Regions from separate parts of the Mus musculus genome. Here region 2 is linked to region 1. The links are chromatin contacts, called in public targeted proximity ligation maps. All regions are on one chromosome and are shown on one strand. The core of a region is the stretch at or near the end of the contact, and the rest is flanking DNA. Distances in the headings are between cores, read along the strand shown. Region 1 has its middle 400 kb from the start of 1700012I11Rik. Region 2 overlaps Zfat (zinc finger and AT hook domain containing).

Region 1 (6,913 bases), core at 960-3,459:
AGCAATGTAGCTCTGGCTGGCCCAGATCTAACTTGATAGATTACCTGGCCTCAGAAATCTGCAGTACAGAGCACCAATCATGCCAGGCAGACTTGTTCCTTTGTTTGTTTTGTTTTTGTTTTTGCAGCAATAGTAACAATGGTAACTGCTTTTGTTGTGACTACATTCTGCTTGGCATTACTTTATATCCCTGATGACCCTGTAAAATAGTATTGTAATCTCTCCCAGTTAGTGGGATGGGGGGCAGGGATGGGCTATAAAGAGTTGAAGTATTGTCCCAGGGCCTTATCACAGGAATGTTACATGGATCTTCCACTGAGGCTGTCTAGTTCTGCATTATCTATACTTAACTTCATTGCATTACTTATTTCCATTCCATTAGTCTCTGCATATAAAATTCCATCATTGATTCAAGGGTGCCACAAGTAACAGATCCTAGTTTGAGATCAGAAAAGTGATGTCTTGAGGCTTAAGTGTCTTTCCTTATCTCCACGTCTGGCTGTCCGTTCCACAGCCCATATTCATCAACTAGAGGAGATTTCTGAAGTGCTGGTTGATTGAAGCCAAAATCATACAGTGGATAAAAAAGAAAACATCTTTATTAAATGGTGCTGGTTTAACTGGTGGTCTATAGGAAGAAGAATGAAATTGAATCCATATTTATCACTTTGCACAAAGCTCAAGTCCAAGTGGATCAAGGACCTTAACATAAAAGCAGATACAGTGAATCTAATGAAAGAGAAAGTAGGAAAGAGCCCTGAGCTAATTGGCACAGGGAGAAACTTCCTGAACAGAACACCAATTGCTCAGGCTCTAAAATCAACAATTGATAAATAGGACCTCATGAAACTGAAAAGCTTCTGTAAGGCAAAGGACACCACCAATAGGACAAATTGGCAACCTACATATTGGGGAAAAAATCTTCACTAAGCCTACATCCGATAGAGGACTAATATCCAAAATATATAAAGAACTCAAGAAAGCAACCTTCAAAGAAACCAAATAACCCAATATAAAAATGGAGAACAGAGCTAAACAGAGATTTCTCAAAAGAGGAATCCTGAATGACCAAGAAGCACTTTTAAAGAAAAGTTCGACATCCTTAGTCATCAGAGAAATGCAAATCAAAATAACCCAGAGATTCCACTTTATACCAATCAGAATGGCTCAGATCAAAAACCCAATTGACAGAACCTGCTGGTAAGGATGACCAGAAAGGAGAAAGAGGAACATTACTCCATTGCTGATAGAATTACACACTGGTACAACCACTCTGAAAATCAATCTGGCAGTTCCTCAGAAAACTGGAATTAGTTCTACCTGAAGACCCAGCTATACGACTCCTTGGCTCCATCATACCACAAGGACGTGTGCTCCACTGCTCCACTATGCTCATAGCAGACTAATTAATAATAGCTAGAAGCTGGAAACAACCCGGATGTCCCTCAGTGAAAGAATAGGTACAGAAAATATGGCTCATTTACATAATGGAGTACTATTCAGATATTAAATCATGAATTTTGCAGACAAATGGGTGGAACTTGAAAATATCATCCTTACTGAGGTAACCCAGACCAAAAAGGACATGCATGGTATATACTCACTAATAAGTGTATATTGGCTCAAAAGTACAGAATACCCAGGATGTAACCCACAAACCACAAGAAGTTTAACAAGAAGGAAGGCCCAAGTGAGGATGCTTCAATCCCACTTAGAAGGGGCAACAAATTAACCAAGGGAGTAAGAGGGAGGGAGGGATATGAGTGGAAAAGGGGAGGGGGAGGGGAAAGGGAAACAGGATTAGGTATGGGGGTGGGGAACAGGAGAGGAGCACAGAGGGCCAGGAGAAGGAATGGAAATATGCAGCTTCAGGAAGTGGGAGGTAGAGATAGACCTCTAGAAAGTCCAAGAGACCTGGGATGAGTGAGACTCCCAGGTCTGAATGGGGGTGACCTTAGCCAAAATGCCCAACAGTGGGGAAAGGGAACTGGAAGAGACCACCTCTAGTAGATAGACAGGGTCCCAAGTGAAGGGACAGGGTACCAACACACAGTCAAAATTTCTGACCCAGAATTGTCCCTGGAACTGCAGGAACAAAAATGAAGAGACTGAAGGAAAGAGTCCAATGAACGGCACAACCTGAGCTCCATCTCGTGGCAGGGTACCAAGGCCTGACATTATTATTGATGTTAGGATGTGGTTACAGACAGGAGCCTAGCATGGCTGTCCCCTGAGAGGCCCTACCAAGCAGCTGACTGAGACAGCTGCAGATACTTACACCCAACCATTGGACTGAAGTTGGGGAATCCTATGGAGGAATTAGGGAAAGGATTAAAGGAGATAAAGGGGAGGGCAACTCCATAAGAAGACCAGCAGTCTCAAATAGCCCTGGGAGCTCCCAAAGACTGAGTCACCAACCAGGCAGCATACGGGGGCTGAGGCCCCCAGCACATATATAGCAGAGGACAGCCTGTTCTAGCCTCAGTGAGAGAAGTTATGCCTAATTTTTGAGAGACTTGAGGCCCCAGTGAAATGGGGGTTTGTGAGGGAAGCTCTCCTGGAGGCAAGGAGGAGGAGGAATGGGATGAGGAACTATGGGAGGGGGTACTGGGAGTGGGGAAATGGATGGAATGTAAATAAATAAAATAATTAATTAAATGTTTAAAAAGAAAAAGAAAAGCAAGAAACAGCTTCCCACCCTTATTGTGTTTTTCCTACTGACTCTCAAATAAACAGCACTATGTCTGACTTTGTTGCTCCTTCTAGCACCAGCCTTGACAGTTCTACCACTGAACAGCATTAAACTGAGAAAGAAGCTGGCATTCTGGTGTCAGACAGACAGAAGACCACAACAATGAAGAAACCCCACTTCATATGAGTTGCTGAAGTGATTAGCTCTGGGCTAGTTATACTTTTTGTGAGCAAGTTAGACTGTATGATGGGGCTAATCCACACTCAAGGAGCTGTGAGATTGTGATCATGAATTTGAACCTCTATGACAACATGGGACATGTAGAAAGCACTGATGAAAGAATGTTGTCATAATTATTGCTGATTGAGTTTCTCATATCTTCCATTCCTTCTCTCCAGCCATCCTCTGAGGCAGTCTTCCTCAGAAAGAATGCCATAATACACTCACACTGTGGTGGGTGAGATATTGTGTAAAAACAAAACCAGCCACTGATTCAGAGGGCAGGTCAGCTTAGGGTTTCCTGTAGAAAATTAGATAGAATTCCAATTCTAAATTCAATCTTCTGGGTAAATAGTGCTATTCTTAGCACCTGGAGGTTCCGATGGCTTTACTGTCTCTTGGTTTTTCATGCAGGGCACATTGCTTTCTCACTAGGGAGAAACTAGTAGGAGAAAATTATCCATGAATAGATTGGCCAAGTAGGGTGCCAGCCAGAAAATCTAGTGTACCTATCTCTCCAGAGAAGAGACTGATGTAAAAAATTATTCATTGCTGGCTGACTATGAGACCTTGGATATATAGTCTGTGAATGGAGAATTAACCATTTATTTCTTAAATGAATATATGTGAAATTGGATCCAAGAGCTGATGATTACTCATAAAGAGAAATAAACATCAAGGGTAGCTAAGTAGATTTATTCTTAATTGAACTAATCAAAGGTGTATTAATGTTACATCGTATTAATTCCTGGCCCTCAGTCAACTATTTCCAGGTTTGGACCCAAGAGAACTGAAAACATACATTCAAAGAGATTTTGCAAAAGAAGTGAGACAACACTATTTTGAGCAAAGGAATGGCAAAAAAAGTGTACATTGTAAAGATTGACAACAGCTACACCAATGAGAACACTCAAAGAACCCAGGGATTGTTTAAGGCTTCCTTTTATGGGCTTTAAGAAAAGGAAGTTAGTTACAAATGGTCAGAGTTGGGTGGCTGTATATTTTAAATGCCAGAAAAGGTCATATATTCATTTTTTTCTTATTGCCCATGTTCCTACCCATAATGCATCAGAGTTTAATCATAACTCACCTAAAAATCAAACGCGTAAAATGGTAAATAGATTTTCCATGTAAATTATGCAGTGTGCCTTACTGTGCATGCAGCCAAAACCAGTTCAGGATGCAGCAAGCTTTCTATTCTTCAGACTCAGATACTTTGGGAATACAGTTGAACCAAAATTATCTAAATATGATTGTTCCTGGGTGTGAGGAAATCTATTTTGTTGTTTAGAGATAGGTGTGCATGCAACTTGATGCAGGCTGAGGATAGAAAGGTTTCTGAGGTTGGTAGGTTTAGTGCTTGAAGAGGGCTGTGTGTATATTACACGTGCAGATGAAGGGTCAAGTATACCAAGAGCATTCTTATTAGGGGCTGGGTGTGCATAACCCAAATTAAACAGTCCCAGGTTACTAAACTATTCTCTAAGGTTGTTGGCTTCCTTAAGAGTTTCCTCTGAATATGAGAATATCCTAAACCCTCAAGAGTTATGTTAAGGATAAAGAATCTAGCAGTTTCAATGTACAGTATTGCTGTTTGGAAGATAATATAATGGGTCAGTTAAAAGCAAATCTTGGAGCCAAGTTTCATGGCTTCAAATTGGTCTTTATGATTTAGAACCGGTCCTGTCTTGCCTGCCCCTAAAGGATGGATCATTGATTTATACAGAGAGGAAAATGTCAAGTTCTCAGAATGATTCCTAGTATTTAAAAAGTAAAGCCAAGCAGTGGTGGTGCATGCCTTGAATCCCAGCACTTGGGAGGCAGAAGCAGGCAGATTTCTGAGTCCAGCCTGGTCTACAGAGTGAGTTCCAGGACAGCCAAGGCTACAAAGAGAAATCCTATCTTGAGAAAAAACAAAAACAACAACAACAACAACAACAACAACAACAACAACAAAAACCCCAAAACACAAAAAAGAAAGAAAGAAAGAAATGCGTAAATGGTAGATATTTAATATTGTTGAAGTTAAATCTGGTTATTATTTTAACAGCTAAGTAACTCAATAATCTAATTTCACAGGAGATCAGAAAAGTAATGAGAAATAATAAGTTTCAGCTGGATCAACCAGCAAAATGTAGTAATTGAAAATATTAGATGGTACACATGAATATCTTTGTGATTTTTGTACTGCAAATGACAATTTTAAGCAAGAGATAAAACATAGCATTCATAACAAAGAAATCAATTTATGTTCTAGCAACAAAATTTGTGAGTATAAAATTATAGTATTGAAATATATGATTAAATATTTCAATGTACCCTGACATTCAGCCCAACATGGAAGGGGCTAGAGATTAAGTTCAACCTTTGGCTAATGGCTCAATCAATCATGCTACATAATAGAGCCTTAATAGAAATCTTTGGACACCGAAGCTCATGAACTTCAAGGACACAACCTGGAAGGACAGAAGCTTTCCTGACACAAATTGCTGCATACTGGCTGAGGGATACAGATTCTATGAAAGATGGTTATATGTGACTCTTCTTGTGGACGGTTCTGATTTATAGCTTTGCTTGCAATAACAAGACTATAATCACCTGGATAGTCCCTTTTCAAGTTCTTGAAACCATTTTATTGAATTATTGAACCTTATGGAAAAGAAAAAATTCTATTAGATTTTTGCAGTCAGTTGACAAAAACTGTGACTAGTCTAGGGATCCTAGACTTGTAAAAGCTGTGGGAAGGTACAGAAATCTTAGCTAAGAATCTACTCTTGATCTGTGAAATTGCTTCTAATTCAAGGCATTCTCAGAGTTTCATTGTAATAGCCATAAATAAATTGGGGGATGAAACTAGAATGAAATACAAGTTGAGCCAAAATAATTTATTGAGCTCAAAACATTTAGCCATATCTGCAATAACTGGAGATGAAAATAACAAGGAATTATGATGGCTGTGGCAGAAATGAAGTTTGATGTGTGACTTGGACAGTGTGCGAGTAGAGTTATTACTAGAATAAACCTCTCAGACAAGGAGGGAGGAAGGAAGAGATGAGTTTTATAAGTGACAAGTGTCAAAATATAAATTCTACCTGAGCCACTGAATACCAGTGCTTTCTACCACAGTTGAGCACCCCTCTGGTAGATAAAATATTTACAGTGGAACCTTCAACTTCCCCTATGTTTTATGTTGCAAAATGCTCCACATCTGAGTTCATTCATTCATCAGAGAATTCAAGGAATATTAAATACCATACTGAAAAATCGCTCATACCATTTTGAAATAATTCTAAAAGCTAAGTCTGTTCCTAAGAACACCATTGTGAATATCAGAGTTAAAGAGATGAGACATCCTCACAACCACACATCAGAGGATGATGAGATTCAAGTGCTGTAATTTCTGAGAGCTTCAGTTTCTTCTATCTGTAAAATAGAAATGAGAGTATAACATACATGCTCTTGTACATACTCTCACAAAGTGATGCTCACCTACCATAGTGTAACACAGCATGAGAGGCTCAGTAAACAGAGTTAATCAGTCTTAGATTGTCAGACTCCCAAAATGGGGGCTACAAAATGTCTTTTCATTAGACAATAACTTAATTCAGGGCATTTGTTATGGAAATAAATAAAAACAAACTAAAGAGAACCACAACATAAAACAGGTTACAAATACACCTTCATACTTTTTTTTTTTTTTTTTTTTTTTTTTGGTTTTTCAAGGCAGGGTTTCTCTGTGTAGCCCTGGCTGTCCTGGAACCAGGCTGGCCTTGAACTCAGAAATCCTCCTGCCTCTGCCTCCCAAGTGCTGGGATTAAAGGTGTGTGCCACCACTGCCCGGCTTATTAATGAGCTCTTCAAGTTGTATCGTCTCAGCTTGTAAACAGATTATATATACTCATTTATCAGGTGTTCCGTTTCTTTTTCAATTAATTTTTTTAATTTTTGAGGCTTTTATAGAAAGTCTTTTTATTTATACCATTTATACCCCTCTCCCATTCC
Region 2 (6,387 bases), core at 2,891-5,390, 600 kb before region 1:
ATGAGCATTATGGCTGGACACTTGTGAGAGTCCTGATTCCCTCTTAACTTTTGAATGTAGGATGGAGCCAGGGCCAATGTTTACTGAAGTGTTTGGTCGTGGTGGGGCGTAGAGTGCCTCTTTTGCTTGGTAGTTCCTGCTTGTCTTTTGGTTTTTGCTGGAGTTTCCAGATCTGTGGCCTCTTGGGTTTCTGACAGGAGGCAGGATGAAACCCAAAGCATACACTGCCGTGCTGTTTTCTAGGTCTCATGGTTGTAAACTGGCCTGTCTCAAGTTTGAGTTTCCCTGTGTTTGTCTGATCTGTAAGCTCGGAGCTTTCAGCTGGCGTTAGTGAGAAGAATGGATTCATGTACTCCGTTTTTCTGGGTCCTTTTGCCACAGGGTTTGGAATGGCAGCTGTGCATTGGTCTGCCTTTGGCTGAGGGTGTATGTCTGTGCAGGATACCTTGGCCTGGCTGCTGCCCATATTCTGACACCAGCCTCTGTATCTCCTCACTGGGCTATGGGCCACTCACCTGCCATGTCTTGTCTGGCCTCTAGCTAGCCTTAAGTCTTTTTCATTTCAGTCAATTTCATGTGGATGGAATCAATTTCAGGAGAGTTAGTTCGGAGTCTGGAGTGTTGAAAAGTTCGCCAGCAGTGGTCTCCCTCTCGCCATGGTCTGCGTTCTCAGAGTCTGGCCTCCTTAGGCCGACAGGCTGTAGATGACGGGCATGTCAGTCTTGCACCATCCTCAGGAGAGGGTAAGATGTAGGAATTAGTCGTGTGCTGTGTGTTGCCCCAGGCACATGTGTCTGTCTGCCTCTTTCCTGAGAGTCCTGACAGCCAGAGGGAGTCCCGGAATCCTGACAGCCAGGCCTGAGGAGCTTCACAAGATAGTGTAGACAGGCACATGTCCCTAAGGATATTCCTGTAAGAAAGAATATTATAAGAGTTCACCCAGGGCTCCTGACCACACCACTCATGTCGGTGACACCCCTTGTCTCTTCTTCTCTTCCCCATACTGTGTCTGGATTTGGAAAGAGCATGGGAGCCCCTGAAAGGATGGAAAAGGCCCTTAAGGACACGAGAAGGATCCTCCTTGCTTCTCTGTCTTCCTCTGACTTGATGTGCAGCAGGTCTGAAGATGCGCTGCAGTGTTCAGTGATTCTGTTGCCTCTGATTCCATTTGTCACTGTTTCACAATGGGCATGAACTCACTGTTAGTTCTGTAGTCAATGGCCTCTTCAAGCTAGGCACTGGCGGCGTAAGGGCTGAGATCACAGAGGCCAGAGGCCTGTTTTAATCTAGTTATGCCAAATGGACTTACCAGGAACAACAGCAGAGGGTGTTAGTGTGTCAGGTGCCAGAATATTCTTCATAGGGACTAAATTATCCTTTGAAACCCCAGACTCACAGTCCAGTTCATGGTCACCTTCTGGGAGGGCTGGGGCAGAGCCCTTGTTCATCTTAGCATTCCTAGGGCAGTTTAGGCCAGAGGTCCACGGAGGACCTGGCTGCTCCTTAGCTCAGAATGTAGAATGAGGACTTGCATATACCAGCATCGGAAGGGTTTCCTCTGGAACAGTGCAGAGATAATTCAGGGGAATTGCATGCTCATGCACAGACTGCTTGCAGTGGGTCTCCTTGTGCTGAGCATGTCATTTTTCCTCTGAGGTCTTTTGTTAAGGAGGAGAGCATAGTAATTGGACCCCAAAATGCATCCAAATTATCACATCCTCATCAGAGCTGGCTGACAACATAATTAGGACTATATTTCAGGATATAAGATACACTTTTCATATCTGGCCACTGTAGAAATAGAAGTGGTTCTTCTGTTGTTACTTTAGTGTATTAATAATCCTTAACATTTGGGGGTGTACAGCATAATACAATGCCTCTTTTCAATGCTTTGGCATTTTGCTGTTCATGCATGGCTCTAAAAACATCTTCAAGAAGTGCTCTCTCACCTATGTTGGAGGCCTGTGCTCAAGAGGGTATGCCCGGCGCTTTGTCCTGGGTGTCTAGGGCAGGCAGTTATTGAAGACATAATTTCGTTGTTAGTAACGGAGCAGAGGCCCTCACCTGCCTACCCTCTGCTGCCCACTTCCGATCACAAGCAATGTTCTGCCTGGTGTGTTTCTTCTCTCAGCCCTGCGTATCCCACTTTCATGCCCATCTCTGTTCTTGGCAGACCCCTTTAGTGACCTCTTATATCATGCCAGTTCTCCCCCAACCCCATTGTTTTCTGATTCCTCATGCAGCTCAGGTTCTTGCTGTTTTCTGCTGCAGTAGGTAAACAAATCCCTCCATTTGCAGAGGACTGGTGCGGGGGGTGGGGTGGGGGGTGGGGGGGGTTCTCAGCAAGGCAGGACTTGAGAGAGTTGGGTAGCACATGAGTGAGGGACTGGGGCCTAGCTCTGAGAGTGAAGACATCACTGCTGGAGCTTTCAGCCATACTAATTCCTGTTCTGCTCTGCTCTTTTATTTTTCACTTTTTATTCTTTAAGCTTTTTTACAGTTCAGACTTTATCTCCCTCCGGGTCCGCCCTCCGACTGTTCTATATTCCCCCCCACCCCCCACCCCATCCTCCTCACTTCCGTCTCCAAGAGGATGTCTTCATCCCCCCCACCCCCCCAGACCTCCCCACACCCTGGGGCTCCAAGTCTCTGCTCTTTTAACACCCCAATTTCTGGGAGTTACCATCCCATGTGATGTTTTCTAGGACCTGTCTCTTGGTCTCATTCCCTGCTGAGAAATTTCTGTCCCAGTGGCCTTTTCTGGTCCAGGGTTTTTCATTGAGCCCTGTTTCATGCTTGATCGAACCCACGTTTCTGGGCATGGCTCTGGGTCTCAGGGCTTGTGTTTGTCCTCACTCGGAACTGCAGGCATAGTCTACCGCCCAACAGCTGACCACGCAGTGGGTATAGGGGAAGCTCATGCTAATTCATAGCAGATGGCCGAGTTGGGTGTCACCCTGGGGTACCCAGGCCCTCTCTGGAGCTGTCTTCCAAAGAGTCATCATATTTGTTTAATCTCCACATGATGTTTACTGTGCCTTTGAACTGAGAGAGGTCTTATAACTCTGTGGTCCCCAGACATTCTTCACTGCTAAATGTCACAAGGTTCTCAGACTTCTGAGAACGTCTGGGAAATGATGTTGGAACATTAGACTAGTAGAGGCTGGCTGGGAAGTTACACCATGGCAAACTGTAAGAAACAGTGGCTCTGTGTTGTCTGTGTCATGGTGGATTGAGGGTTCACCTCTCTGCAGGCCTGGGACTAGAGTCATCCTTGTATCCACAGATTGGGTCAGGGCTTGTCAATAGCCTGTTAGTCAGTCATTATATGTTTAAGTATGTGTCAGACATGGCTGGCTTTAGTCCTGTAGATGTCCTGAGTATTTTAGCTGTAACTTGGTAGAGCTCAGCTCGTGGTTTCTAGCCTCACATATCCATGTCAAAACCAGTTATCAAGGTATAATGGTTAATACTGTCCATTGTAAAGGACCTAGGGTCACCTATATCATATCTCTGAAGGATAATCCAGAGTCTGCTAATCTGAGTGGGAAGACCCATTCTAACAATGGGAGACCCCGTTCCATGTGCTAGGGTCCAGACTGAAGAAAAAGGAGAAAGTGAACTAAACAGTTGTCTCTGCTTGCTGACTGGCAGTGTGACCAGCTGAGGACAAATAAAGTCGTTCTTCACTAAATTGCTTTTGTTGGGTGTTTTAACACACCATAGGAGTAACCAATACATAAGGCATCGGGCTTCCGGTCCTACTGCTACTCTAGCCTGTTTTCTCTCTTGTGGGCTGGGGATTATAGCCAGTTTCTGCCTAAACCATGTTGATATGTGCATGATCAGCAAGAATCACGTTGAGAAAACATAGAAAGCATTCTTTCTATGCAGAAAGAAAAGCGTTATTAAAAGGCAACACCTTGCCTGGAAAACATTTCTCGTTCTCTAAGAATTAAACCTTGCTTGGAAAAGATGAAGTATCGGCTGATAGTACTCAGGAGAATGTTTTATTGACAAAGCAGTGTTCTGCTAGGTTAGATTTCTGTTTCACATATTTGGTAGGAACTGATCTCTGAGGCACTTAAGTCCCTTGGTAGTTTGTGGTGAGATCTTTCCTGTGAGTCCAGGGAGGGTCTCCTTCCTGTGACTTCCTGTACCTGGCTGGCTTTGGTCTTTATGCCAGCAGTGCTGTGTGGCTGCTCACCCTGGTGCTCATATTTTCTTTCTTGCTTCAAAGAGAAGTAGAAAAATGGAGCAGGAGGGTGGGGATCAGAGAGGTTTTTATTTTCAGATAAAAGAGACAGGGACATGTTTGCAGGCCCGCGGGAGAGCTCCAGTAGGAAGGAAGGAATGGATGAGCTTCAGAACGAAGCAACAGTGACTGAGCAGTGGTGCTCAGTGGGTGAGAGGGGCGGGCCTGCGTGCTCTAGCCGTTGCATGATGTGGCCAGTGGCCTGCTTTCCTGGATAAAGGCAACAAGGGATGCACTGTCTCTCTAAAGGTAAAATGACACAGTTCATGGCATCTGCACTGTCCCATGTCCTAGAGCCCACAATCCTGCAGCTGCCTGTGAGGCTAACCAGAGTGAGGCTAACCAGAGCGCCAGGGTTGTGCTGATTCTGACATGAACATCAGCCAGAGTGCCCTGGCATAGGTGAGGGAAGAAGCAGGCCGGGCATGGGTCTGTGGGGAAGGAGCTGCTCTGGCTGGATCTAGTGAAATAGCAGAAAGGTAAACTGAGAGAGACGTGTAGTTCCTACTTAACAGGACAGTGCAAGGGCCTAGAGGTCTGGGGTATTGGTGGGTGTGAGCCCAGCTCTGAGAGCTGACATGTAAGTCCCATGGGGCACTAGGCAGTGTGTGGTTTCCAGCTATCTGGCAAGGCAGAAGGCAGCTGAAACATAGCCTTGGAGCATGGTGGGATCTCCTGGTATTTGCTACCCAGGAAGGTATTGACTGACCTTCTCTGCCCTGACATCAGCTGCCGAGAGAGTACCTGAACTTCTCCAAGGTGCTTCATCCATTTAGGGATGGGAGTCTGGTTGAAAAGCCATGGTCTTTTGTATGGTACCAGTTACTCCATTTCAGTAGATATGTGAAAATGTCAACCAAAAGCCTTGTAATGGCTTTTGAGTCCTAAATATAATGATTTTATTTGTATCTATAATTCTTTTATCAGATTGAAATGTGAATTCTTTCTCCTCTTTATGTCTTCTTACCTAATATTGTGTTAGGAATAATTAGTTTTGTTATGAACAGTGACAATGTTTAGATAGGAATTAAGTGGCAGAGAGCAACATATTCTACCCGCTGCTGGATGAGGCCTCTCAGAGGACAGTTATGCTAGGCTCCTGTCTGCAAGCAAAGCAGAGTATCATTCATAGTCAGGGGTTAACTCTCTCTCATGGAGCGAGTCTCACGTTTGGCTAGCATTGGCCGGCCATTCCCTCAGTCTCTGCTCTGTCTTTATCCCTGGCAGGTCAAGTTTTGTGTTGAAGGTTTTGTGGATGGATTGGTGTCCCCCTCCCTTCATGTATCAAAAGATGGCCTAGTCGGCCATCACTGGAAAGAGAGGCCCATTGGACACGCAAACTTTATATGCCCCAGTACAGGGGAATGCCAGGGCTAAAAAATGGGAATGGGTGGGTAAGGATGTGGGGTGGGGGAGGGTATGGGGGACTTTTGGGATAGCATTCTAAATGTAATTGAGGAAAATATGCAATAATAAAAAATATTAAAAAAAAAAAGGCCTGCCTGGCTATGCAGGAGGTAGCCACCGCAGGCTCCATATCCCCCACTGCTAAGAGTCTCAGCTAGGGTCACCTCTATACCTTCTTAGGGGCCTCCCCTATCCCACACCAATTTCCCTTTTCTCTCACAGCGCCCCCCCCCTCCGCTTTCCCCATACCTAATCATCACTCCAGTTCCCCTCCCCCTCCCCACTCTGAGCCAGTTTCCTCTGTCTACTCCCAATGTCTGTTTGGTTTCCCCTTCTGAGTAACAGTCAAGCATCCTCCCTTTCGTCCTTCTTGTTACTTAGCTTGTTTGGGTCAGTGGAGTATAGCATGGGTATCCTGTACTTTATGGCTAATATCCACTTATAAGTGAGTAAATACCATGTGTGTCTTTCTGGATATGGGTTACCTCTCTCAGGATAATATTTTCTAGTTCTATCCATTTGCCTGCAAAATTTCATGATGTCTTTGTTTTTAATAGCTGAATAGTATTCCATTGTGAAAATGTACCACATTTTATTTATTCATTTTTTCAGTTGAGGGACATCTAGGTTGTTTCCAGTTTCTGGCTATTATGAATAAAGCTGAATAAATCCATGATAGTTTTATTATGAATAAAACTATGAACATCGTTGAGCAAGTGTCCTTG

What was found.
Region 2: a contact with region 1 is called in a targeted proximity ligation map of pro-B cells, with 9 times the contacts expected there. A contact is called at or near these places in 6 of 484 Hi-C or Micro-C datasets (the C10 cell line, the HPC-7 cell line, the N1E-115 cell line and 3 more) and 3 of 130 datasets of targeted methods (bone marrow-derived dendritic cells, large pre-B cells and pro-B cells).

The regions. Positions count from the first base shown.
Region 1 is chr15:67,622,402-67,629,314 of GRCm38.p6, reverse strand. No RefSeq gene overlaps it. Among named protein-coding and RNA genes, the nearest start is that of 1700012I11Rik, 400 kb to the right of the region's middle.
Region 2 is chr15:68,226,169-68,232,555 of GRCm38.p6, reverse strand. All of the region lies in intron 1 of Zfat (zinc finger and AT hook domain containing), which reads left to right. Among named protein-coding and RNA genes, the nearest start is that of Zfat, 29 kb to the left of the region's middle.